Regions from separate parts of the Mus musculus genome. Here all the other regions are linked to region 1. Evidence: chromatin contacts called from public HiChIP or PLAC-seq data. All regions are on one chromosome and are shown on one strand. The core of a region is the stretch at or near the end of the contact, and the rest is flanking DNA. Distances in the headings are between cores, read along the strand shown.

Region 1 (5,217 bases), core at 1,956-4,455:
CACTACCCAACCCCATCTCTAGGATCTCTGTATTACAGGGTCCCTGTGGAACCAAGGTTTACCTCTTCATCCTGTTGGCCCAGACTCATTTCATTATGAGCTAATTGATTTCACCTGCGCTCATGGGAAATAAATGGCAAAGAGTGGGTTAATTGGGCCACCTGTGATTAGCTCTCCAGCATGAGTTCACTGGTGGCACCCTGGGCTGCTCAACCAGTCCCCTCCTCAGGAACTGGGAAAAGAACTCCCACACCAGACTTCTCAGGGCTGGGAGCACCCGGGAGTGCCAGACAACAGGTTCTGCCCAAAGGCACCTTACCTTGCCTCCTTTACAAATCAGTAACTTGGGAACAATGATAATTGTATCAGCATAATAAACTGGGAAATGACAAGCCTGCTTCCCCTGCCCCAGGAGGAGGGTGGGAAGGCTCTCCTCTGAAGGTTCAAGTTTCACCAGGGGAGCTCAAGAGATGGGTTGATGGGTAAATGCTCCACATACAGGATCCTGGGTGCCTGAGTTCAATTCCCAGCACCAACATAAAAGCTGGAGAGGCAGAGAAGTGAAGGCACCTAGTATTCACTAGCCAGCCAGGAGAAACATTGTTTCAAAAAACTAAGGCAGTGAAACAAAGAAGTTTGTGGGACAACTGGGTATTCAGAGCCATTAGAGGTTTCATCCAGTCCCAGCCACTGCCCAGCTGTGAGGTGGTGCTGTCAAGATCCTACCTTGCACTGTGGAAACAGTTGAGAGATCTCACAAGCTCCGGCACAGCCAGGAAGTAGAGATGGCCTGGGACAGACTACAGGTCTGTGAAACACCCCCCCCCAATCTGTGACATTTTTCTATACCCCAAGGACCATCAAACCACAGCCTGTTGTCTGTGTAACACACTGCCTGTTTTGTAAGTAAAGTTTTATCAGAACATGATAAAATGGGAGGGAAGGGGAGGAAGAGCAAAGAGGGAGGAAGGAGAGAGGAGAGGGAGGAGAGAAGAGTAAAAAGAAAAAGAAGAGGAGGGGAGGGGAGGGGGAAGAGAAGGAAGGGGAGGGAGAGGCAGCTGGACATCTCAGAAGTCACTTTTCAGGGTCTGCCTTTATAGAGAACAGCGAGAGCTGCCACCCGTCTTCCTGGTTGGCCTGGTCACCCCTGGAACGAGTTCTATGCAAGCCAAAGGCTCAGTCACTGGAAGTGATAGGCACCCAGGTCATTCACTGTTTATAGAAAGCAGAGCTGAGGAGGGGGGAGGGCTCTGGGAAAGATGGGGTTCTCTCAGGACAGGGCCTTGAAAGGCCAACATGCCTCCTCCAGGACTTCAGGACATGAACCCCTAACAGTTGCCTCAGGAAGGGACACAGGACCTCAGAGTTGTGAAAGAAGCTCAAGACTAGACAGAGATACTCCAGGCACAGTGCACCCCACTTAGGTGTCACACACCCCAGGTTCAAATCCTCTCTCTTTTATTCCCCCTGAGCTTTTTCTCTGAGCTTCAGTCTCCTCCTCTGAGAAATGAACACTATACGGACCCCAGGGGACCCCAGGGGACCCCAGGGGTGCCAGCCTTGGGGATGCTGGCCCCAGGGATGCTGACACTGGTGGTGCCAGCCCTGGGGGTGCCGACCTCCTGACGTGTGCTCAGGAGTAAATGGCTTACACAGTGACAGGCTCGCCAAGCCCCAAACTTCTGTCACCACTGTCCTTTCACATCACGGTTGGGCTCAGAGGCCCCATCCCGACTCCAACCCATTAGCAGCTTCTGCCTCTACTCAGGAAAGCCTTGTGGATGCTCAACCCTGCTCACAGCTAACAGCAGGCATCCTGGGAGGGACTAGTTTTGCGCCCAGACATCCAGGTCCTCTGCACCCTTTGTCCAGAAATCTCTTCTCGGGCCTTTGTTCAAACTCCCCAAATGCCATGGGTGCTATAAAGACAGTTTTAGAAAAGTCGATTACAAAAAAAAAAAAGAAAACTTGATTACACCCACATGTCTGGGGACAGAAGGGAGGTGGCAGCATGAGCCCCAGCATGCCCAGTCTGGGCAGGAGGGCTGTTTCACTGACTGTATTCCTGGCATACAGGGAGGCCCAGAGCCACTAACTTCAATGTAGGCCCAGCACCCCACAGGACCACTCTGCACTCAAGGCTGCCTCTCTCCAGCCTACCTTGAGGCACAGTCTCTGTGAACTCCACTTCCTCATGGGAATCAATATAGGAATCATGAAGATGCCAGGGAACAAAACCCTTCACTCAAGGCCTGGCACACTGCCTGTGCCCAGCCATGGGTCAGTCTGCTGGGGACAAATCAGCCTGGGCTGTGAGCCCAGCTCCATGGTTTTCAGTTACTTAGCAACTTGGGGCAGGTGCCTGTCCCCCTTCCAACCTCAGTTTACCCCTTGTATTCTCCAAATACTCCCTCAGCCCATTGGTGTGGTATTCTATTCTGGGCCCTGGGCGGTTCCTCTCCTAACATTCCAGGCATTGCTGCTACTGTGTGACATATACACATACACACACATGCATGTGTACATACATATAACACATGTGCGTATGTGTAGACACATTACCAAAAAAAGACGATTACATACTTATAACACATGTGCATGTGTACATGCACATACACACACAAACATGTGTACACACACACAAACGTGTACACCAATAGGCACCCATACACACATGCATGTATACATACAGACACACAAACACACATGCACATAGCATGCGTACACATACAAGCACATGCATGTATACACACATACATACATATGTTCATACATACACACACATGCATGTATACATGCATACACACATGCATCCCTCTTCTGAGCCTCCCCTGTCACATTCTCCATCATAGGCCCATCCACAAACCCTTTTCAGTGTCCCCCGGGGACCGGCAGGTGGGAAATGTCATTTTGGATCCATTACTAGACCTCTAAGGCACTTGGGAACAATCAATTGCAAATTCAACTTCCATCTGAGAAGGAGGGGTCGGAGCACAGTCACCAAGGAGCCCTGGGCCTGTGCCCCAAGATGCAGGGTACAGCAGCCCCGGGGGCAGGACGGGGGCAGGTGCCACCACGCCATGTCTTTGGGTTTCCCTGCCTTGGCTGGTTTGAATAATTCATCGATGTTGAGTCTCCTGGGCACCACTGTGCTTGGTGAAAGCACGCCAGCCGCCGCTTGCCTGTTAAGAGGGCCCCCGCCTGCTGCCTTTTTCTGTTAATCAGGATTAATGAGTCAGTGAAGAAGCACACGGACCCTGGGCACAGACACTGGCAGCCAGCTCTCCGGGCACAGCAGGCCTCAGAAACAGCTCCCGCCTGGATGTCCTCGGGCAGTCTTCAGTGGCAGCCATCAGCCTGTGGATAACAAGCCCTCACCCAGCCTGCCAGACCCTAGGCCTCTCTGCTGGGCCCCTAGAGCTCTAGGGACAGGAAAGGAAGAGAGAGGGCCCCAGTGAATTGAGCTTGGCCCTGTGCCCTGGCAGCACGGATGGATAGGAGGGCAGGCTCTGCATCACACACAGTAGGGCCATGGAGACCCTCCCAGCCCTGAGCTGGTAAAGATTCTAAGATGCCAGCTTCCCATAAAAGACGGCTATGGAGACGCCAGAGCCCTCCCCTGTGCCTGGCTCCTTGACAGCTGTCACTCACGCAGAGTACAGGGTACAATGTCCTCTGCGTGTCGCTTGCTGACATGCCTTCCTTTCCAATCCCCTGCCTTGAAATGTTCAAACAAATGGACTCAGGTTACGCCACCAGTGTGTTAAGCGGCCTTGGGCAAGTAACTTAACGTCTCTGGGCCCCCATTACCTACCCAGGAAATGGAGGAAAGTTTGTTTTAAGTATTACTGAGCCAGATTTGGTGGCATAAACCTATGGTCATAGTCCTCAGGAGGCTGAGAAAGAAGAGGAGAATCACCAGCCAGCAGTTTGCTGAGTGCGGCCCAAGGCCAGCGTCTTTCCCAGTCGACAATGTCAAACACAGCTCCGCATGGCTCGTGCTGTCTGCTGCACCACCACTGTGTATGCCAGCGTGGTGGTGTGCAGAGCGGGGCCATGACACCTGGTGCTGGCTAACTGTGCCCTGTCACAGAGAGAGACCTATAGGGGAAGGGAACCAGGGTGTGGCAGATAGCAATACCACATCTATCAAATCCACCCTCAGAGCAAAGGCATGGAGCAAGGGTTTGATTTCCCATTTAAAGTCTGTAGTTGTTAGCTGTTTGTACTGTATCTTACCAAAGTGTCCTTCTGCACTGGATTGGAAATGTTTTACATGCCTACCAGTCCCTTAGCATAGCTAGCTTTGTCTGTGTGTATGGGGCAGGGTGTGTTGTGGATAAACTGGTGTGCACTGGAACCCAGGCACACAAACCCACTGGACTTTGGTTACAATGTTCTCTCTGACTCAAGGGCTGAGCTGGGACCTCAGAGTCTGTATTCACACATGGGCTGAGGTTGGCCCACATTCCATTGCCTGCCCTGCCTTGGTCTAACACAGCTCTACCACAAGAAAGTCTGCCTCCCAATTAACCCTGGGCAACGGAGACACCAGAGCCTCTAGACACATAGTTCGAACCCACACCCAAGCCAGAGGAAGGCTTAAGAGTCTCAGGCTCAATAGTATCCAACAGCCAATGCATAGACACCAGGCCCTGTGTGTGAGGCACTGGGATGCTCTGCCCTTGAAGGCACACATTTGGACTCTTCCCACATCTGAGCATAAGGCCAGGCAGAGTCAGGGTTCCACACACAGCAACATTGTTTCTCACACAGTTATACTTGGTCCTCGAGGCAAGTCTTCATGATAGAGGTGTAGCTGCTAGCTACTGCTGTGTAACAAAATGACCCAGTATCTGGCAGTATTAAGCAACATCTGTTTACTCATTGTCACTCACTAGTACATGGCTAATTAGTACTCAGTGGCTTTTCTGAGTGCCAAGAGTCTAGACTGTCTGGGTGGGCCACTATATCTGAGATTGGCTAGAAGGTCTGGATGGTCTGGGGCCAGCTAGAAGTGGGAAGTTTGAGAGGGGCCTTGGATGACTAACTCACATCTGTGTCATGTGGTTCCCAGTCTCCAGCAGGCAAGAATGTGTGGCAGGAACCACAGGGAAAGAAGGAGTTTGTGAAGCATCAAGGGGTATAGGCTCAGGACAGACAATCTGCCATTTCTGCCTCATTCCTGTGAGTATAGGTGCGCACGGATATACATGT
Region 2 (5,217 bases), core at 2,015-4,514, 770 kb before region 1:
CGAACACATTGAGTGTCTGGGAACATCATTGCTGCCATTGGCATGTTTGTGGATTAATTTATTTCATTGACACCTATAGTCTTATTTATATTGTGTATATGAGTACACTGTAGCTGTATATGTTGTTGTGAGCCATCCTGTGGTTGTTGGAAATTGAATTTAGAACCTCTGCTTCCTCAGGCCCAAAGATTGATTTATTATTATAAATAAGTACACTGCTGCTGTCTTCAGACACACCAGAGGAGGGCGTCAGATCGAGTTATGGATGGTTGTGAGCCACCATGTGGTTGCTGAGATTTGAACTCGGGACCTTTGGGAAAGCAGTCAGTGCTCTTACCCACTGAGCCATCTCACCAACCAGACACCTAGAGTCTTAAATACCTACAAACGCCTTAGTGTGTGTGTGTGTATGTGTGTGTGTGTGTGTGTGTGAGAGAGAGACAGAGACTATCTGTCTGTCTGGGGTGCATATGTGGTGGTCAGAGGATGACTTTGTAGAGTGTATTCTCCTCTTCTGCCTTTACACAGTAGCTGGAATTGAACTTGAGTCGCAGCACATACAGCAAGCACCTTGGCCTGCTGAGGCATTTGCCCAGCCCAGTGCCTTCAGTTTTTTTATAGGATGTGGTTCTTTGCTTTTTATTTTAAAACAATTTCTGTGAAGATCAGGCTAGCATTGAACTCAGATTTCACTTGTCTCTGCCTCCTGAGTACTATGGTTAATGGCATGGGCCTTTATTTTTAAGAAGTATAACAAGTATACAAACATAAAGGGAGGGTAATGTTAAGTATGTGGTAGTTCTGTACATAAAACACGCCCGCACCAGTAAACTCAGCTCCCTTGGGGGAGGGGCTGGGAAGGGGAGCACAGGCAGTTGCTTCAGGCTCTCTGAGCCTTCACGCTGTACCTCACCTGCCGCTCCTTGCTCTGGTGTCAGATGTGCAGGGTGTCACATCCCACATTTGGTAGTCAACTTTTCTTAGCTGAAAATCTGACGTTGTCATTTGGGGAAGGGGGGTCTTCCCTCATAAACACAGCATGGGCTTCCGGCAAGGAAAGGAGAGGGTTGGAAAGCAGGAAGAAGTCTCCGTTGTTCTCTAACCTGGCAGGGCCCATGGCACCGGAGTGGCCATAGGTTGCTGGGCTGTAAACAATGAGTCCATCTGGGATCATCGTTGCCACCCCAGGCCCTTGTGGAGGTCTCTGTGCCATTAGAAAGACTGTGGACTGCTCTGTCCATATCTCCCAGCCAACACTAGGATGGCACCTTTGATCTCAGTACAGGTGTTTGTAAATGCAGCTTTTAGGATTCATTGGTGGAAAGCAGAAGGATTCGTGAAGTGGCTAGATCATACAATATTTTTAATGCAGTTTCGTTCCTCTGAGGTACATCTAGTAAAAGAAACTAGGCCAACAAGTTATTGACAATTAGTGGTCCTTTGGGACTCTGCTTTAATGAATAGATAAGAATGATTTGTAATTAGCATAATAATTATATGCAAATGAAGCCTTCTGAATTGCTCTAAAACACTTCTGAACTGTTTAAACAACCCTCCTGAGATCTTGTTACTCTATTAATTTGTGTAGCAAATCTTTTTTTCATAGATCATGCAAAGATAAACTTCAGCCAGGCCCCTATGCCAGTGATTATAAATTCCAAGGTGGTAGGACCTGAATTAATGAGATTTACTTATACTGTATTAATGGTACTCTGTGGGAACCTGCAAGGGTGAGGAGTCACTGGGGATATGTAATTAAAAACAGAAAAGAAAGCTGCTGATTGGAAAATAACTGTTGAAATCAGTTTCTTAAACAAGTTAGTAAATGTTACTTTTCTGCTATTATACCATATAGCAGAGCTACTTCCCTGCTACAGTAACATTCAATGCAGACACTTTTCAGCCAGCTGGCCTGCTTTGTCAGCTCCAGGCAGGCAGTTAGCACTGGGGTCAGAGACTTTTCATTTTCTGTTTTCTAAGGACTGGAGTATTTAAAGGGGTCAAGGAGTGCTGAGAGGTTGGGTGCTCGATTTGCCTTCAGTTTTTATTTAGCCTTTCCCCAAGCTTTGCTAAGCTGAACAGTAGTGCCCATGCATTTCAAACTTTGTGATTATCTCTGAGCTCTTTGAATAGACACCTAATTAATCGTTATATGCTAAAGTAGAACATTTGTAGCAGGCTGCAGGACCCTAGCATTCACTTTGTAAAATTCCCCTGGGCATCCTGTTACACTGGCTGGGCCCTGGTCTGCCTGAGCAGGTGTCCTAAGAGTTGCTAAGGCTGGTGTTTGCGTCGCTGTTCCTTGCTGCTTACCCTCACCTGTGCTAGCTGACCCAGGCTCACTCTGAGCCGTCTCTGGTGTCTGAGGCTCACCTTGACTTTTCACCAGCTGTCAAGCTCACCACCCACTCCCTTCCCCATTCAGAATCAGGAGTTCAGTCTGCGCTCAAGAACATATTTAGGTTGGCTCAGCACAGGTTTTATGCTTGCATTTTGGGGAACAGCCACTATGCTAAAAGATTCATAAAAATAATATTCTTTGTCTTCAAAATTAATCTGGTTTCTGTTGAGGGTCTCTGTTGAGGGTGGCAGTAAGTAACAGATGTGTACCCATGAGGTAGCGCAGCTTTCCTGAACCAGGGCTGAACAGTTCCTTATATGGATTTAATGACTGCATTCTGGGACTCCGGAGGCATGGAGGCACTAATCCACTGATTTACCGTATCATACTTTAGTTTGTTCTCTGAGGGGTCTTGGCTTCCATTCGCCTTCGTTTTTACTTAAATGAGAGTGTCAGTGACACAGCGTTGGTTAGCACTAATCCAGACGAGTCTTATGCTGATTCTGCTGTGCTTTTGTGTCGTTGGGACTATTGTTGGAGGAACAAGTAGTGTCTCGGAAGGTGCGCCTAGCTAGATAATGATGCTTTTTACCGGGCCCTTATCCTGACCAGGCTCTGGGCATTGTATAGGTAATGAAAATTAGATCACAAAAATATGTTAAGCACAATGCACCTCAGTAATAAGATTTTTCTCCATTTAAACATGATTTTAAACCCCCCCCCTTTTTTTTATTAAAGTGCGTTTCCTTGGCCTAGTGAATTTGCTTTCTTTCTTCCCAAGGATTATACAGAAAGTGCATAGCAGATTCAGCCTTCAGAATACCCAGGAGCTGGAGACTGAAGTAGACTGCAGCTGTCTTCACCCACAGTATTCTAAAAGAACTAATGAGATGAGAAGTCTGCAGCTGGTGGCAAGCACAATAAACCATGAGCCAGGGGCTTCTCTCCGTCAGAGCCTCCCTTCCCCCTGGGATCCCACAGGAGACAGAGTACTAACAAAGCCAGCAGGCTGTCTCATTCCACACTATTGCTCATTTGCAGCTGTAATTGGTAGCTGAGGTCGCATTCTGTATGCTGAAACTGTCATACATGAAGGAATAGATTTGTCCGTTGTGATACGGATATAAATCGACCAGTTTTCAAATCCAGAGACCAAATCAGGCACCCAACAATAAAACTGCAGCAAGAAGATACTGTTTAAAAAATTAATCATAGAAATACAAAACTTGAGGATGTGAAAACTACATCCACTTCCTACCTTTTCATATTATGCTACTTAATTCAACTGATTAAACATTTACAGATTCAAACTAGCAAACGCAAAGTGTCTTGGTTTTGACAAGGTGCATTATTCTCACCTGTCAGGCTACAGTGCTGTTGTCAATAATTGGGTCATGTTACACTCTCAGTATAATGCCTTTAATGTTGGCTGCAAAGAGGGGAAGGTTTCATTCTACGTATCTGTCTCAGAAAGACCCACTTGGACACCCCTGGTGCTGAGACTGACATCTTGGTTTTTCAAATGTTCACCCCCCAGATTGCGGACACCTTTGGTTGCCCTGTATGGTATAGCCATGTGAGCCAAGGCAAAGATCAAAGAGTTCATTAAGAGCTCTTCCAGAGGACCGGGGTTCAATTCCCATCCACCATGCAGTGACTTGCAACCTTCTGTAACTCCAGTTTCGGGGACCTAAAGCCTCCAAGGGCATTGCACATACGTGGAGTGCACAGATACACATACAGGCAAAACACCCACACACATAAAATGAACAAGTATTTTTAGAGTCTGGTTGAAGTCCAGGTGTAGGAAGCCATGTCTGTTCCTCACGGGGTGGTACTCTTCATGGTATGTTTTAGAAAAGCAGCCTGTGGCTGGAATTGATGGCAAAGGTTCACAGGTGTGCTTTATGGAATAGTGTGTCGGATCTATAGTGATATTTTCACAAGGTTTTCAGTTCCTTTGGTTTCTGAATCTACTGCAGATGGGTTCTGTAGGTGTGTGGTGTGGCGGCCTGGCCCTTCTGACCTCCTTTAGCTTCACCTTCACTGGTCTCCTGGGGCCAACCTGACCAGAATTTAAGCTGAGTCCTCCCTTCTTACAAGTTGACTTGTCCTAGTGTCTGAACTGTCTTTATTTAGTGCCATTGGTTTTATTTATTCAACGCTAGAGGTAATCATGTACACTTTATTGTGGATTCACATAGAGTTTTTCTATGGAGGTGAGTAGGTTTGCACAGTCCCTACCCTCACCCCCCAGTTTTTCATCCTCAGTTCTAAAGTCCGGTTTCCCTCTTTCCTTTCACATTTTAATGCGTCCAAAATCAAGGTTTGTCTCCCAGATGTGACATGCATTAGCCTTCTGTGTCTTCTTAGTGACACATAGAATAGTAGTCTAGCCTTTACTTGTCGGCTGCTCATGGTCAGAATGTGTGGTATTTACTATGCAGTCCCTACAGCTGAGGAAAAACATGGCTGCTATGACCACAGCCACGTTGTACCCAGTCCATAAGAGAAAAGGGGTGTGGCTTCTCACTCAGAGAATAAGAGGGCAGATCATGGCCAGCCTTCTAGGTAGTAGATGGATGATTAGAAGTTAACTGTTAAAATATCCTAAACATGGTATGCCTTTCTCTCTACTTTTAAATATGAAGACTGATGCACTTGTCTCTTGTAAGGGATCAGTTCTGGGCTGACACTGCTTGGTTTTGATTCTGACTGAACTTTCTTTCTTCTCTTTTGGTAGTTGATACATTCTTGGGGATTTTGTTTTGTTTTGTCTTGTCTTGTCTGCCTCTTTCAGCTTGACTGACCTTAGGGACCAGCCCTGTGCTCTAGCCCTCATCATCGTGTGGTAGCTGTTCCACGGGAACTCTGAT
Region 3 (5,217 bases), core at 1,868-4,367, 740 kb before region 1:
TCAGTGACAGCTGTTTGTCTTTGCTTGATCCAGAAACAGCCAATGACCTTCATAACAGTGTGTGGCCAAAAAAAGCCGTCCTTGTAGGGTCAGAAGTGTAGGACCCTGTATGGATAGCCACAAGCAGCTTTATAGAACCCCTGTGATGATGGTGCCACGTTCCCGACTCCATGAGGTCCAGAATGAGTTACCACTAGATGTTTTATCCCGACGGTGCTGGCACGCTGCCCTATCTGTGGTACTCGGAGAAACAGTTGCAAGCATTTCATTTCCAGCCAGCACAAGCCCAGAGCTGCAGGGTGGCACACCAGTGAGTTCATAGAAGCCATTGAAGATGATGACGATGCTGATTAAATTCTCGGCCGTGTGCTGTGATGCCCCCAACTTGTTGACCTAGGCTTTGTGCTGTGGCTTCTGGTGGGGTTTGCTTTAGTTTTTGAGAAGCTATCAAACATCTCACATGTTGCCTGTGTGTTGATCTTCTATTGTATGTTGATAGTAAAATAATATTACACTTCAGACCATGGAAGGCTTGGAGAAGCAGAATGGAGGCGTGGCCTACAGGAGCGGATCATTAATGTTTATGTAAAACAGAAGCTTTGACTGAATGGCCCATGGCAAGATGGCTCCCTGCATCTCTGAATGCTATAGTCATCTGAGCACCTCCCTTACTTTGTAACCCACCCAGAGGTGCTGCTGTGCCTGGTTCCCCTCCAGTTTGTGCCAGCTAACCTCCAGTCCCATGAGTCCTTGCAGGAGAGGAGCTGTGAAAGGCCCCAGCACAGCTGTGGTCACGGTGGTTGCACAGATCAGGGTCTGGCGAGCTTTCTGTAAACGGCCAAGGTGTTCATTGAGATTTTGGTACCACAGTCTTAGACAGCTCTTCATGTTGCCCCTGGAGCAGGCAGAGAGCCTTGGTATCACAGAGAGAGGTATGGCGTCATCCACCCCAGGGTGAGGCGTGTGGCCCCACGTGGGCAGGGTAACACCTCACTAAAAGGTTTTTAGATCTCTGCCCACAGTTGTTTCTCTTAAGACATCATCTGATTTTTTTTTTTGTTGTTGTTTGTTTATTTGTTTGTTTGTTTTAGAATTTATTTAGTATATGTAAGTACATTGTCTTTAGACACCAGAAGAGGGCGTCATATGTCACTACGAATGGTTGTGAGCCACCATGTTGTTGCTGGGATTTGAACTCAGAACCTCTGGAAGAGCAATCAGTGCTCTTACCCGCTGAGCCATCTTACCAGCCCCATCTGATTTCAAAAACAACTCCAATGCCGGCCGTCCAAGGAGACCCCACACTGGTTTTGCAGCTTTACGATGTCTGTAAGGTAGGTGTTACCGTCTGTACATCTGCTAAAACTGGAGGCAGACTGCCTTCTGATCAAGGGTCCCACAGATCACCTGCTTGTCCAGACTCCAATCTCCAGTTGCAGAGCTTCAGGCATGTGGATTGCATAAAAGCAGAACAGCTTTGCCGCTCAGCGCGTGCACGCGCACACGTGTGTGTGTGTGTGTGTGTGTGTGTGTGTGTGTGTGTGTCTGTGTGTGTGTGTGTGTGTCTGTGTGTGTGTGTGTGTGGTGTGTGTGTGTGTGTGTGTGCGTGCATTTTGAGACAACGGTTTCTCTGTGTAGCCCTGTTCTGTAGACCAGGCTGGCCTCAAACTCAAAAGATCCAACTTCATGCTGGATTGTCAGCATGTGCCACCTCTGATAACCAACATCTTCATAATGTCTCCTCATAAAGTCCTCTGAGGCACAGCTGAGCTTCTCCATGGTGGCAGGCAAACCCTAAGACTCCACACTCGGAGGTCTCACTAATATGGAAGGGGTGGTAACTGCTCTGCCCCCCTACTGAGGCCCCCTACCTCAGTAGTACCATGTCTTCCCCCCAACCTCCAGCTGGCTTTGTGTTAGTGCTGTGGACATGAGGGGTCTCCAGGAGCCTGTGGTGTGTTCCTTCTAAGTGTGCTTGACAGCAGTTGGGGTGTCAGGGGAGCCTGACCTGTAAATCCCCGGGTGGAGCAACCCTGAGGTCAGGGCTGTTCTACTTCACCAGAGACCACTTCCCCTACACTCCTGCCCAGCATTGCCTATCTGGCTGAGGACAGTATCTGTTGGCGGTCTAGTGGGCCATGAATTCAGGATCCTGTTAATATGGGATCTATTGGGATTCCAGTCTTCCTCTCAGCCCCTACTGAGTGACAGGCACAGCTTTTCTACTCATGAGGTTGAGGTCTGGATCTGTGCATGTTAGTGCTGTCCATGGTGGGACTTCACTGCCCTAGATCTCACATCTCATTGCGATCTACCCCAAGGCTCAGCTATGCGGCAGCCATCATCTCAGGATGCTGGGAGGTGGGGAAGTGCTGGGATGAGATGGTGACCCTGTGCTTGCTCGGAGGCCTTACTGTTGCTACCCGTCTCCTGCTAGTGAGCCCTGCAAGTGTGCTTGAAACCACGGAGTCTTAGCATGGAGCTGTCTGCTCACACTCTGCCAGAGGCCATGCTGGCTGAAGGGCTTTGGCGTCTCGCACATGTACTCCGATGCCTGCCCACCCACCCCCGTTACTGAACAATAGGCCCCAAATGAAGCTTGACCCCTCTGAGCCTTGGTGTCCCGCCAGTGAAAGTCTGGATTGTCGACACTAACATGGGACATGGCTCTGTGACAAGGAAACATGAAAACAACACTTCGTGCCCTGGTTGGGCTCTTAGCTAGAGTCACCAGCCAGCGTGCATTGCCCAGGACAAAGGATTCCTGGGAGGCCAGACTTTGACTCTAAAACCAAGACAGTCATGGACAAACAGGGACCGTTGGTCACCCTGTTACAAGAGTATAGCAGTTTTCATCTAAAGACAGATGTAAACACTGGGCCATTGTATAGGAGCCAGGCAGTGCTGTAACCTGAAGCCAGTCTCACAGGGAGAACTCAAAGTGTTCTTTCCATACAGTGCTCCGTTCTCCCCAGACTGCCATGGACAGGTACATCCAGGCATATTGAGCTTGCTGCAGCCAAAGACGCTTTCCCAAAGGTGTGCATGTATGCCTGGCCCTCTGGCAGCAGCCTGCAATGTTCCCACCGGTTCATTCTTGCCACTCACCCCCAGGCTCCACCCACAATGGCCTCACGCCAGATTCTGAGACCAGGTCTGCTTTGAATGACTGGAACAGAGCAGCCCAGGATTTAACCCATTCCTGGCTTGAGTGCCTCCTGCCGTTAACCATTTCCTCCCCCCTGCCTGTGGCTCGAGTGACCCAACAACAGCCTCTCAACTCTCTCCCATTTTGCGAGGAAACATTTCTGCTTTATGACTGCATGTGCTTTCTCGTCTCTCCCGTTATCTTAATGAATTAACTGGGTGCCCATTGCTCCCTGGCCCCCCCACGGTTTACGAGCTGTTCAGCGATCACTGCGATCTTCGTCAGCTTCACACAGTTGTTGTACCGGTTCCTATTACAGTAATTGGCATGAACTTTATTCTTTTGCAGAGAGATTCTTTGGCCCGCTGAGACTGCATAACCATCTGCCATAAATTGAGACTAGTACGGCTTATTTTGGTGAATGCAAAATTGGATCCCATTCTTTACTCTGTGGCTTGATTCAACTTCCAGATGGTTAATCCACATGAAGTAATAGGAATGCACCACAGCTCTGCTTAGCTGAAGATGGAGACGTAATATTTATTTGCTGATGTGGAGGCCTCCAAACGCTGCCCTGTCGGGATGTCAATATATAACACGGCAGCACAGAAATGTCAGCTTGTTCTGCAGGAACGACAGGCTCCCCTGAGTTGCCATGGGGGGACCCCTGGGTGCCTACTCCCCCCTTCTGTCCTTGACCTAATCTCAAGAGGTTTTTATTCTCTCCTGGGCTGTTTCTTATCAGCTAGGTCTGCCTGTGTAGCTGGCTTCACATCTGCTTTGACTTTAGTGCCTGTGACATTTTCATTAATACTTCTCCAAGGTTGAGCCTTTATTCCAAATACCCTGCAGCTCCCAGAAGCTAAAGCTCAGCTGTGCCCAGCTGGGGGCTGCTGGGAAACTTGGCCCCTGAAATACCAACAAGTCTGCTGTCCCCACTCAGATGAGCTGATCAACACTTTTTAATTGTTACTGATCATGCTCACCTGCTATGCTGAAGGATGCAGAGGCAGATCTTGGGGTAGGGGGGAATTGCTTTCACTCTGGGGAATATCGACTGCCTCTGTGTGTATGCTCCGTCCTGTCCTAGACTCCTCCTGGGTCTCAGCATGTGGTGCAGGGAAGCCTGAAGCCCTGCATCTCACCACCTGGGAGTACTGACTCTTCAGGGCTCCCTGTACCAGATGGGTCCAGCAACCCAGTTTACCCAGGGCTGCTCTGGCTGAGCCCCTATCTCCTCTGTACCATTCAGAGCTGGGCAAACTGAGACAGTTGCCTACCCTATGGCCCTGTCTACTCTAGATCTGCAGAGAGAACCTCTGGAGCTCACTCTGAAAGTCCTACATTGTGGTGTGTTCTGTGGTGACTCTGACAGGGCCCATGAATTTGGCAACCACAGTAGTGAGTCTCAAGTGACTCCATGGCCTGACATCTCGTGTGCCTTTGGGTTTAGAGGGAAGACTTGATGAGAAATTAGATCAAAGAGAGTCTACACATGGGAATTAGACTTAAAAGGAGCTAGTAAGAACCAAGTGTATTGGCGCACACCTTTAATCCCTGAACCCAGGGTAGAAGCAGGCAGATCTCCGAGGCCGGCTTTAGTTATGTAGTGAGTTCCAGGCCAGCCAGATCAACATAGGGAGGCCCTTTCTCAAATAACCAAAAGAAGTGGAGTGTGTGTGTGTGTGTGTGTGTTTAAAAAAAAAAAAAAAAAAAAAAAAAAAACAAGACCCTGAAAGTTTCCAGATGGAACACAGTGCAATAAGGCAGGCAGATCTCAGAGGCTCCTCAGCAACTGAGGCTGTGGGCAAGAAAGCAAGAGGCCGGCCCCCCCACCCATCACACTCAAAGCCGCATGCCATCTCCAGTGGCTCGGGGCTGCCTGTACGGTGCAGATGGAAAGACTTTTAAGTGGGCCCCTGAAATGCATTGTTGGCAAGAGAACGGCAGCCAATCAGGAGCTGCCAAAAGGAGCCTAGGGTCCATCCAGCAGGACCAAAGCCTCTGGCTGGAGCCCATTGGCTTCAGTGGCAGGCAGCGCGTGTTTGTTCAGGTGGGCTAACTAAAGC
Region 4 (5,217 bases), core at 754-3,253, 610 kb before region 1:
GCTGATGCAGAGGCCATGGAGGGGTGCTGCTTACTGGCTTGCTCCCCATGGCTTGCTCAGCCTGCTTTCTTATAGAACCCAGGACCACCAGCCCAGGGTTGGCTCCACCCACAATGGGCTGGGCCCTCCCCCATCAATCAATAATTAAGAAAATTCCCTATAGGCTTGCCTACAGGCTAATCTTAATGGAGGCATTTTTTGTTTGTTTGGTTTTGTGTTTGGTTTTGTTTTGTTTTGTTTTGTTTTGTTTTGTTTTGTTTTGTTTTGTGTCTACACTCTCCTTCCCCTAGAGTTTCTCCCTGTAGCCCTGGCTCTCCTGGAACTCTCTCTGTAGACCAAGCTGGCCTTGAACTCACAGAGGTACACCGTCTCTGCCTCCCAAGTGCTGGCTCACGGATGCATTTTCTTACTCCAGGCTTTCTCCTCTCAGATCACTTTAGCTTTATGTCAAGTTGATACAAAACTGTTCAGCACATGGCTGGAGCAGCAGCTGTGTCCTGATGTTATATTCTATGTAGACACAGTGTGGATAATAACTTCATCTTGTGCCAGGGTTATACACCCACTGTGATGGCCAGTGCTAGTTGCCAGTTTAACAGAATCTAGAATCACCTGGGAGGTGGGCCTCTGGGTATGCCTATAGGGATTATCTCAATTACATTAACTGAGGTGGGAAGATCTACTCGCTGTGGGTGCCACCTTTGCCTGATTGGAGTCCTGGACTACAGGAATGGAGAGAGGGAGTTGAGCAGCAATATTCCTCTCTGTGTATTTGGACTGTGGATGTCATGTGACCAACCAGCCTCCTGTTCCAGCCACCAGGCCTTCCTTGCGACAATACACTGTATCCCTCTGGACCTGTGAGTTGAAATACATCCTTTCTCTTTTACGTTGCCTTTGTCAAGTATTTTATCTCACTAAGGAGAAAGTATCCATGCTTTCCTGTGAGCCTCCGGGCATCTCACTGATGATCTTGGCTCACTGACAGAAAAGGCCAGCTTACACACTTAGGCATTTATGCTCTTTGTGTAGGGTGCTGAGGAAGCCTGTGCTCCTCTTTGTCTCCGCTGAGCTACTAGCAGAGAGGTCCTTGGGATTGGGATTGCCAGACCCATTTTCAAGTCAAGAGCCTGGGACAAACCCTGGGAGTTCAGCCTTGTGGGCAGTATTGTCCTGGCCTGGCAGTCCTGGGTTCTATCAGAAAGTAGGATAAGCAAGCCATGAGGAGCAAGTCAGTAAGCAGCACCCTTCCATGGCCTCTGCATCAGCTCCTGCCTCCAGGTTCCTGCTGTTATTGCTTTTGGGGATGAACAGTGATGTGGAAGCCTAAGCCAAATAAACCTTGGCTCCCCATGTTGCTTTGGCCATGGTGTTTGATCATCCGAGCATCTCTGCACCCATGCATCCAGCCATCCTTCAAGCTCTTTTCCTTATTTATTTTTCTCTTTCATCCCCTTACCCATCCTCCACCCAGCCAGGCCCTGCTGAGAGGGCCCTTGGAGCCTGACTCCCCCCACCCCTGCCCCAGTACTCTGCACACACATCATCCAGAGCACATCAAAGCTGCCTTGGATTCTCAGCCTGGGCAGGAGGAGGCTCCTCTGTATATTTGCTGTCTATAGCACCTGCTCTGAGTGTCCCTCATGGTCCACCATTTCACTAAGCACCATCTCAGACTTCTCTCTGCATTTCATAAAACACCCAACCAGCAGCATGTTGGCACAACGAGGCAATAAACAGAAAATTCGATTTATTTACCCAGATAGGAAGGAGGAAGCCCTACAGCTGCCCAGATCCTTCGTACTGTAAAGGACCAGCATTCAGAGAGGCTGTCCCTAGGGAGGTTATCTGCAGAGGCCAAGTACCAAGAAGAGGCCCCACGGAGGGGCTGGCAGAACTTGACAGCCTCCCACCGCCTTCTTCCACTTTATTCTGCAGCCCCATGCAAATCACCAGGAGTCTCATTTGCATATGCACCAGCTCATTTCCATATCCCCAGCTCTGGGTGGCAGGGCCCTGGGACTAGCTGACAGCCGCCCCTTTTGTTTGCTCCTGCCATCCAGGGAATTGCTTCTCTGTCCTTCCAATTGCGGCTGGGGGAGAGAAAGAAAGAAAGAAAGCCAGAGAAAGCAGAGCAAAAGGAGGACACCCTCAGGACAAAGCGACAGTCACCATCTGGGCAGGAAGGGAGGAAACACCACTGTCTGGAGTTGGACACTAGGGAAGCTAGTGACAGAGGGCCGGGCCGGCTGCAGAGGGATCCCAGAAGTGTCAGCACTGGCTGCAGGCCCAGCCTTGTCACACACTTGGCTCTGGGATCTCTGCAGGTGACTGAGATGTGTGCCTCTGTTTCCCCCTCTGGGACATGGCTATTTCTCAGTAGCATCCTGAGCTTGTGGGGAGCTTAAGGGTGTGGATGCTGCAGGCCCATTGGTGGCCCTCACCTCTTGCTCCCTTCTTGTGTCTGTTGGGGCCCCTGGTGGGGGTGACACAGCTGTCAAATATAAGCAGAAGGCTTGCCTGCCATTCCCTCCTTTGTGAGATCAGCTTGTATCCATCTAACCTCTGTCTCTGGGCCTCAGTTTTCCCAGGGTGGTAGACTCTACCACCAGAAGCTGGTTCCATTTGCTCTGGTCTGATTTCACTGTATGGAATGAGTCTAGCACCTGGCCCAGCCCTGATGTCCTTTGTGCCTTGCATCTATGCCCATTTTACAGATGAGGACATGGAGGCCCAAGGACAGTCTTCGGCCCATGCTTTGTTGTCCTCTCCTTCCACACTACTGCTCACTGAGGAGCCCCTGGCACCATTCCTGTTCCAGCAGACCTTCTGTAAGCAAGATTGTTGAGGTCACTTGGGGTGGTCACATTAAAACCTGCACCCTGTTTCTGACTACATGACTCTCTTTGGTCTCTGTTCTGATCCACTCAGAATTCTATCTTGGCTCTTCAGTACACACCAAAACTCTTTCCTCTTCTAGGTTCTAGATGACAGCATGGTACAAGAAGTATGTGTGTGTGTGTTCATATGCATGTATGTGTATATGTGTTTCTGTATGTATATATGTGTATGCATGAGTGCATGTGTATGTGTGTGCATGAGTGTATGTTTGAGTATATATGTGTATATGTGTGTATGTATATATGTGTATGTGTGTGCATGAGTGCATGTGTATGTATGTGTAACTATGTATGTGTGAGTGTATGTGCATGTATGTCTGTGTATATGTGTGTGTATGTATATATGTATATGTGTGTGCATGAGTGTATGTGCATGTATGTTTAAGTATATATTTGTGTGAGTATATACATATATGTATGCATATGTGTGTGCATGAGTGTGTACTATAAGTGTGAGTGTGTGTTTGTATATATATATGTGTGTAAGTATATGTGTGTGAATGTATATATGTATATATTTGTGTGTATATATGTTGGTATGTATAAATGTTTGTATGTATATATGTATATGTATGTACATAAGTGTATGTGTATACATGGGTTAGTATGTGTCTATGTAAGTATATGTGTATATGTATATGTGTGTATGTGTGTACATGAGTGTATGTATGTATATGTTTGTGTAGGCATATATATGTGTGTAAGTGTATGTGCGTATTTGTATGTGTGTGAGCATATATATGCATATGTGTATACATGAGTGTGTATGTATTTATGTGTAAGTGAGTGTGTGAGTGTAGTGTATGTGACTATATGTATGTATATGTGTGTGAATGTATATATGTATGCAAGTGCATGTCTATATATGTGGAAGTATGTGTGAGTGTATGTGTGTCTGCATGTGTGTATCTGTTTATATTTGTGCATACATGTGTGAATGTATGTGGTATATGTGTGTGTTGCAAGTGAGGTCTCTTGTCCTATGTGAGCAGCCATGTGCTGTTCTCTTCCACACATGCATGTACACATATGTAGCTGGGATGGACTGGCTTGCTTTTTCTGTACCATGTGTGCTGCATGTGAAAGATTCCTGTGCAATAACTCAGAAGACCAGAGACACCTACGAGGTGCATGTGTATGCCTGCTCTGGACATTTCCTGTCTGTGTTCATGGGATTGAGTCCTACCTTAATCTGTGAGTGAGTGCTTTACAGCAGCATGCTTTGTTCCTCTGCAGGAACATTAGTCCTGGCCCTCTGGAGGTCTCTTTCCTCCTCAACAATGACTCCAGGCAGGGACCAGAGAGCTCCAGGTGACAGCCAGGTGGTCTGGCCAAGACTTGTGGTTGTTACAGAAACACTCCCTGGGCACATTAGAACCGTGTCCCTTGGGTGACTCTGAGGGCCTGGGCAGATGCCTGAAGCTCTGGCCTCACCCATGGTCCCCCTCCTCCAAGTGTTTTTCCCCTGTCCTGAGGTCTGGGTTGCAGTTTTAAATTTAGCCTCTTGTAAAGCCTTGCGTGACCTGGCCCCTGGGGGCCATGTAAGGACCTCTCAGAGCCTTTCTGGGAGGAGTATGATCTGAGTGATCTGGAAGTGGGGGAGGGGTGGGTGACCAAGTTCTGTGTCTTCATTCCTCTTCTGTCTGTCTCAAGCTGCCTCACAACCTTACCCAGCTGGAAGGCACTTGGGGCTAAGACAAGGCACTTACTTGGAAGCTAGGACTTGTGGGAACTGGAAGCTAGGATCTGGTTTAGACCGATTTTGATGTGGTCTTCAGCAAGACCCCAGCTCTGGGGGCTCAGTTATCCCACTTTCACAATGGGTCTTTCAGTTCATTCCCTGCTGTCCATGAGGGTTGCAAAGATTAGCTGGATGCAGCGTGTCTGTAATCTGTGGTCAACTTAGGCCTATCTTACATCTCCCAGAAACCCTTGCTCTTAGACTTGGTCTGTTAAGTTTGTCACTGAGGAGGTGTTCAGGAGAGCCTTAGAGCCAGCAGGAGCTGAGAAAAATCCAAGCATGACCCCTTCCTGGGCCATCATCTTTGGAATGCAGCCCACCCAAGGTCATGCAGGCAGGGAGGACCAGCTGTTGGCTGCACTCTGAGATGAGGTCGTGGACCTGGACTGCTATTGGACAAGCCCTGTATATCCCTGTCCAGCCACGGGAGATGAGAGATTAGCACTACCCTAACACATGACCACTGGAGGAGACTCCTTGCTCCCTGGGGGACCAGGCCTGGCTGCCATTGGGCTAGCTAGCTCTGGGGAGGGACGGGAGAACCCGACACCTTCGGACACTTGGTCTTGTCACTCG
Region 5 (5,217 bases), core at 695-3,194, 550 kb before region 1:
TTAAGCTCCTCCCCCTCCTGCTCTCCCTCCCCCTCCTCCCCCTCTTTCTCCTCCCCCTCCTCCTTCTCTTCCTCCCCTATCCTTCCCCTCCTCTCCTTCCTTCTCACCTTCCCCCTCCTCCCCCTCCTCTCCCTCCCCCATTCTTCCCCTTCTCTTCCCCCTCCTTCCTTTCTTTCCCCTCCTTCCCCTCTCCTCTCAATCCCATCTCCCTCCTCCCTCCCCTCCTTCTCCCCCTCCTCTCGTTCCTACCCTAATTCTTCCCCCTTCTCTTCCCCCGCTTCCCCCTCCTCTCCCTCCTCCCCCTTCTCTTCCCCCTCTTCCTCCTCCTCCCCCTTCTCTTCCCCCTCTTTCCCCTCTTCTCCCTCCTATCCCAATTCTTCCCCTCCTCTTCCCCCTCCTCCCCCTCTTCCCCTCCTCCCTCCTCTTCTCCCTCCTCCCCTTCCTCCTCCCTCTCCTCTTTCCTCTCTGATTCCTCCCTTCTTCTCCTTGTTGCATCCATTCCTCTCTTGCCACTCTCCTCTAGGCCTCCCTCCTGAAGACCCCCTGCCTCACCTGTGTGTCCCGTGAGTCTGCTTTCAGACAGTGTTCTCTGTCTCCCGCAGTGTCCTTGAGCTGCAATAACCCATCTAGGCAGAGTACCCTCAACCCTAAAGGAAGAGCACCGCCCACGCAAAGTGCAGGGCAGCGCAGGGGTGTGGGCACCACGCTGCTGAGGCTTACACTGTACTTTGGTTTAGTTCTAACAGAGACTTTTCCCTGTGCACCATCCTTCCTGCTGTTACATACATGCACACACTTTAAACATTTGCGTACATGTATGTATGTATGTATGTATGTATGTATGTATATGAGTGTGATGTGTGTGTTCACGTGTGTAAGTGTGCTGTGGCATAGGTGTGGAGATCAGTGGACAACCTCAGGTCTCAATCCTCACCCTCAACCTTATTTTAACAGGTCCTCTTATGTGCTGTGTGTACTCTAGCTAGCTGGCCATAGAACTTCCAGGGACCCTCCTGTCTCTGCCTCCCATCACTGGGCAAGATCCCTGGGCTGGCAAATCCTTGTTCTTGCGTTGGGTCCTGCCTGGGTTCTGGGCATCCATTCTGCCTTCTCATGCTTGCAAGAAAAAAAAAAATCTATGTGACCACTGAGCTCTCCAGCCCCATTCCACTGACAAACGGCAGCTGTAACTTGTCAGATGTCAATCATAGGGAGGCTCTGGGCGATGGAACCCAGGGTTTTATGAGTGTCACATGGTGCTCTGCCACCAGGCTAGCCCAGCCCAGTGTGTTTTCACACACAGGTGGTCCTCCATAGTCCTGTCAGTCTGAGAGGAGCATCTTTTCAGCCTCTAACCACTTCCCTGCTGCCGAGAGGTCCCGGCCCAACAGTGGTCTGGACCACACATAGCTGTGGCCTAAGAACTGAACCAGGAGGAGCTCATTTTGCGACCTGTGCCTCAGTTTCCTGATCTGACAGTGAAGCTCCCGTGTCTCCCTTAGGCAGCAGCTGCAGAGTAACCCCGCATGTGGGTTGCAGCGGCTGCTTAGCCAAGAAGGTGCCGCCAGCATCAGGCTGCAAAGTTCCCGTGAACCCAGGGCTGTGGTGCAACTGTCAGCTAGGCCCAAGCCCCCAGCCCCGGAGACCCCGGAGCCAGGCTGCATCTCGGGGAAATGAGGCCCGGTGGCCCCTGACCCCAGCCTGCAAGAGGCTAACCCCCTCCCTGGCCCCTCGGCTGTGAGGCTGCCCGCCCGGACCATTCATGGGTTTGTATTATAAGATGACTGCCGTCGCCATGGCAACATGAAAGGAGCCGATCTCATTACTGAGGCCCGGACACATTATTTTCTCCAAGGAATTTCTTCTTTTCATTATTTCCCTCCAAAGGTCAGCTGTCCTCTCAGGCGGGGCGGGGGCTGCGGGGGTGTCCACGAAAGGTGAGCCGATTCGGGGCCCAATTCCCCGGGTGGAATTTACAAGCGTTTTGCCTTCTCCTCCTGATCTAACACCAGCTTAGAGAATTTCTTCAAACCAGCCTTTCTCTTTAACCCCTGCGGCTCCGGCAGACAGCAGCCCAGCCATCCTTGCTAAGTTCCTGAGATTCCCTCCAGGGTCTGGGCTTTTCTCCAGCACGTGGCTCCCTGCTACCATCCGAGAAGTCCCTGATGCTGAGGTCTCTGCTGACTTGCCCCGAAGGATTGCCGACACACGGACATTTATGTCTTCCCCACAGGGAAAAACACCCCATTAGAAGGTAACACTAATGCGGGGGCGGGGGTGGTGGTGGCGGGGAGTCCATATCCTCGCTTGGAATGCAGAGTGTGCTGCAATTCAGAGACTGATAGACCTGCTAACATCCCTATCAGGCTGTGTGCCCTTGGGCAAGTAGCTCCCTGTTTCTGGGCACACTTTGCTCATCTGTGAAGCAACTCTATGTTGGTGTGTACCCAGGGAATGAGCAGAAATCATGAGCAGAGTCTGGCTGGCACCCAGGAACAGTAAATACCAAGGATTGATGATCGTATTTTGGTGTGTTTCTATCCATTTCTCTCTGTGTGTCAGCTGTCTGTAACTGTGAAACAAACAGCCCCGAGACTTGAGACTCGTTACCGGGAAGCAGCGATAACTCGGTATTAGCTCGTGCAGTTTCTGTGGGTGGAGGCCTCTGCATCCGTCTCTGGTGGGTCCTGAAGTGGCTGCAGCTACCCAGAAGAGGGAGGCAGAGGCTGGGATGGTTCTTCTGATATCTGGCCTCACAAGTCAACCGTATCTTGTGTCTATCTGCCTTACTCTGTGTCCAATAGGCAGAAATTTGGTTCCCCCATAGGATCTTCAGGGAGCTGCAGTGACACCAGAGGAGGGCTACTGGAAATGGCACCAGGACATCATATTCGGTAAGACAGGATCAGGGTGGACACCCATTCTACAGAGGGAAAACTGAGGCTCTGGACAAAAAACAGTGGCTTGCCCCACTGGCTTCCCACAGGCTCTAGATTCTTCCTTCTGTCTCAGTTTCTCATGGGGCCAGTCATTCAGCTCACCAGATTCTCTATCTGGGACACTGGAGGATTGTCTGCCCCTGTGTGGTGGGTACTCAGAGCTGGGGGAGCTCCCAGCCTCTCCATGGGAATTCTGGCACGTGCAGCGAAGATGATGATGTGTAGCTGTGATGTTGATGATGTGTGTTTGTTGACAGTTGGACGATTGTCTACCTCACAAGACAATAAATGGCTGCCAGAGGCAGAAACGTCAAAGTCAGTCATACAGATCTCTCTCTCTCTCTCAAAAAACAAAACAAAACAAAAACCAAAAAACTAACTCATGCTCTTGCATCTCCTACCTCCTGTGAATGATGCTTGGACTGAGTTTACAGGTTTCTGGCGGTGACTCAGCAGCCCATGAGGAACAGGGTCACCATGACTTAGCAGGGCTTAAAGGATGGGGTCAGCTCAGATTCTTTGGAACTGCCAAGGAAGGTGGTGGAGGAGAGAGATTGATTGATTGATTTTGAGTCTTGGAGGAAAGGCTGAGCTTATCCCCACCTCAAGGACCAAGAGCAAGCTTGGTCTGTGGGCATACATATGGACGGCTTGTTGGCAGCTTGCTCCTTGGCTCAGTTGGACTGCTGGTTCCTGACTAACAAAAAGAGACTGGGTTTTGGGCTCAGAGACTGCTGGGATAGCACATGAGAATGCAGATGTTCTGGAGGGCCTTAAAGGTTCCAGCTCATTAGGTTGGTGCCTAAGGATCAGCATTGTTTTAAAGATTTATTTATTTTTGTTTTATGTGTATGGGCATTTTGCCTGTGTTTGTCTATGCACTGCATGCATGCTTGGTGCTCCCCAAAGCCAATAGGGGACATCAGAGCCTCTGGGACTGGGGTTAGACGGTGGTAAGCTGCTATATAGGTACTGGAAATTAAGCCCTGGCCCTTTGGAAGAGCAGCCAATGCTTTTAGCAACTGTGACATCTCCAGCTACCTTCATCTTAACCATTTACCTTCTCGTCACAAACAGTGGAGTAAGGGCCACTCTGGGTAAAACACCCCGCATGGAAGAGCCCACCCTGTGGGTGCTGTTACCTCAGCCTCACTGGCTCCTAGCAACATTAAGGTTGAGAAGAAATTCATCTCTGGGAAGCCATCCCCAATTCCCTCTATCGTAGAGCAGGTGATAATAGTCCTGTCCCTTCACCTCGTCGTACCTCATGTTACCAGACTTGATTTCTCACAGTCGTACAAAGAAAGTTAGGTGTCCAAGTCCTCTGCCTAAAGGTGGTATTTATAATGCAGTAGCCATCTATCCGTTCATCTACCAATCCATAAATTTATCCACCCACCCACTTACCCAGCCATACTTGCATTCACCTATCTATTCACCTATTCTTGCATGCGTCCTTCAATCCACTCATCTCTACATCCATTCATCCATCTGTCCATCTGTCCATCCATCCATCTAGCTATCCATCCACCAATCCATCCATCCACTTGTCTGTCCATCCATCCACTCATCTGTCCATCCATTCATCCATCCATCTACCTACCCATTCATCCATTCACCACCTACCTACTTATCCATTCATCTACCCATCCATCTGTCCATCCATCCATCCACCCACCCACATATCCACCCACCTGCCCACTCACTCATTCATCCATCATCCATACAAACATCCATCCACTCAACTGTCCATCCATCCACCCATCCACCCATCCACCCACCCATTCATTCAGTCATTCATCCATCCATCCATGCATCCACCCATCCATCTATCTAGGTCTATATTGTGTGTCTTCTGCATGTTGGGTGCTGAGGCAAAGCAGCCACTGGAGCAGGTGTTCACATCCTTTGCCCTAAGGCACCCACAATACTAAGGGGAAGATGGGTCAAACAAACCAAGACACAGCTGTATCATGGATGTAGATTTTTCTCCTTGGAAGTAAACTTGAATAACTGGGAGGTGACTAAATTTGCACCAGAGGGATGATCAGGGAAGGTATCTCTGAGAAGACTTTTCGTTTAAAATCCAAAGATCAGAGGAAGCTGATGATATGAAAGGTGGAAAATGCTGTTCTGGGGGAAGCAGCATGTGTAAAGGCCCTGGGGCAGATAGATCCAAGACCATGCTGTGGGAGGAAGGCCAGTGTGTCTGGAGTGCAGCTGTTGAGAGGCAGAACACTGTGTTGTAGGTTGTTTGGTCAGACATCGAAGATCCAAG

What was found. HiChIP or PLAC-seq counts read pairs in DNA pulled down with a chosen protein or histone mark.
Region 2: an H3K4me3 HiChIP or PLAC-seq map of embryonic basal ganglia shows a contact between it and region 1, with 6 times the contacts expected there. The contact joins two enhancer-like sites. A contact is called at or near these places in 1 of 484 Hi-C or Micro-C datasets (adipose-derived mesenchymal stem cells) and 3 of 115 datasets of contacts at active chromatin or transcription factors (astrocytes, differentiating embryonic stem cells and embryonic basal ganglia).
Region 3: an H3K4me3 HiChIP or PLAC-seq map of embryonic basal ganglia shows a contact between it and region 1, with 7 times the contacts expected there. The contact joins two enhancer-like sites. A contact is called at or near these places in 1 of 15 datasets of contacts at CTCF or cohesin (the NIH/3T3 cell line), 6 of 484 Hi-C or Micro-C datasets (B cells, the CH12 cell line, cerebral cortex and 3 more), 11 of 115 datasets of contacts at active chromatin or transcription factors (craniofacial prominence, embryonic basal ganglia, embryonic brain and 7 more) and 1 of 9 other capture datasets (embryonic trunk).
Region 4: a contact with region 1 is called in an H3K4me3 HiChIP or PLAC-seq map of embryonic basal ganglia, with 4 times the contacts expected there. The contact joins two enhancer-like sites. A contact is called at or near these places in 5 of 115 datasets of contacts at active chromatin or transcription factors (T-cell acute lymphoblastic leukemia, craniofacial prominence, embryonic basal ganglia and 2 more).
Region 5: a contact with region 1 is called in an H3K4me3 HiChIP or PLAC-seq map of embryonic forebrain, with 6 times the contacts expected there. The contact joins the promoter of C130026L21Rik here to the enhancer-like site in region 1. A contact is called at or near these places in 15 of 39 promoter capture datasets (the 3T3-L1 cell line, 3T3-L1-derived adipocytes, the HPC-7 cell line and 10 more), 2 of 484 Hi-C or Micro-C datasets (cortical neurons and cranial neural crest), 8 of 115 datasets of contacts at active chromatin or transcription factors (T-cell acute lymphoblastic leukemia, craniofacial prominence, embryonic basal ganglia and 5 more) and 1 of 9 other capture datasets (embryonic stem cells).

The regions. Positions count from the first base shown.
Region 1 is chr5:112,130,681-112,135,897 of GRCm38.p6, forward strand. No RefSeq gene overlaps it. Among named protein-coding and RNA genes, the nearest start is that of Gm30032, 12 kb to the left of the region's middle. Within about 2 kb of position 3,206, at least 54 of the 459 cell types and tissues checked have an H3K27ac peak or open chromatin away from gene starts, as enhancers often do. A contact at or near this core is called in embryonic basal ganglia, embryonic brain, embryonic forebrain and 2 more, where this site is marked.
Region 2 is chr5:111,365,492-111,370,708 of GRCm38.p6, forward strand. All of the region lies in intron 7 of Pitpnb (phosphatidylinositol transfer protein, beta), which reads left to right. Among named protein-coding and RNA genes, the nearest start is that of Gm36027, 12 kb to the left of the region's middle. Within about 2 kb of position 3,265, at least 33 of the 459 cell types and tissues checked have an H3K27ac peak or open chromatin away from gene starts, as enhancers often do. A contact at or near this core is called in embryonic basal ganglia, where this site is marked.
Region 3 is chr5:111,390,889-111,396,105 of GRCm38.p6, forward strand. No RefSeq gene overlaps it. Among named protein-coding and RNA genes, the nearest start is that of Mn1, 24 kb to the right of the region's middle. Within about 2 kb of position 3,118, at least 85 of the 459 cell types and tissues checked have an H3K27ac peak or open chromatin away from gene starts, as enhancers often do. A contact at or near this core is called in embryonic basal ganglia and embryonic brain, where this site is marked.
Region 4 is chr5:111,517,693-111,522,909 of GRCm38.p6, forward strand. No RefSeq gene overlaps it. Among named protein-coding and RNA genes, the nearest start is that of Gm36223, 11 kb to the left of the region's middle. Within about 2 kb of position 2,004, at least 50 of the 459 cell types and tissues checked have an H3K27ac peak or open chromatin away from gene starts, as enhancers often do. A contact at or near this core is called in embryonic basal ganglia, where this site is marked.
Region 5 is chr5:111,579,617-111,584,833 of GRCm38.p6, forward strand. C130026L21Rik (RIKEN cDNA C130026L21 gene) reads left to right here and starts at 1,945. Exons shown (of 4, transcript NR_015546.2): 1 at 1,945-2,254; 2 at 2,563-2,680; 3 at 2,805-2,894.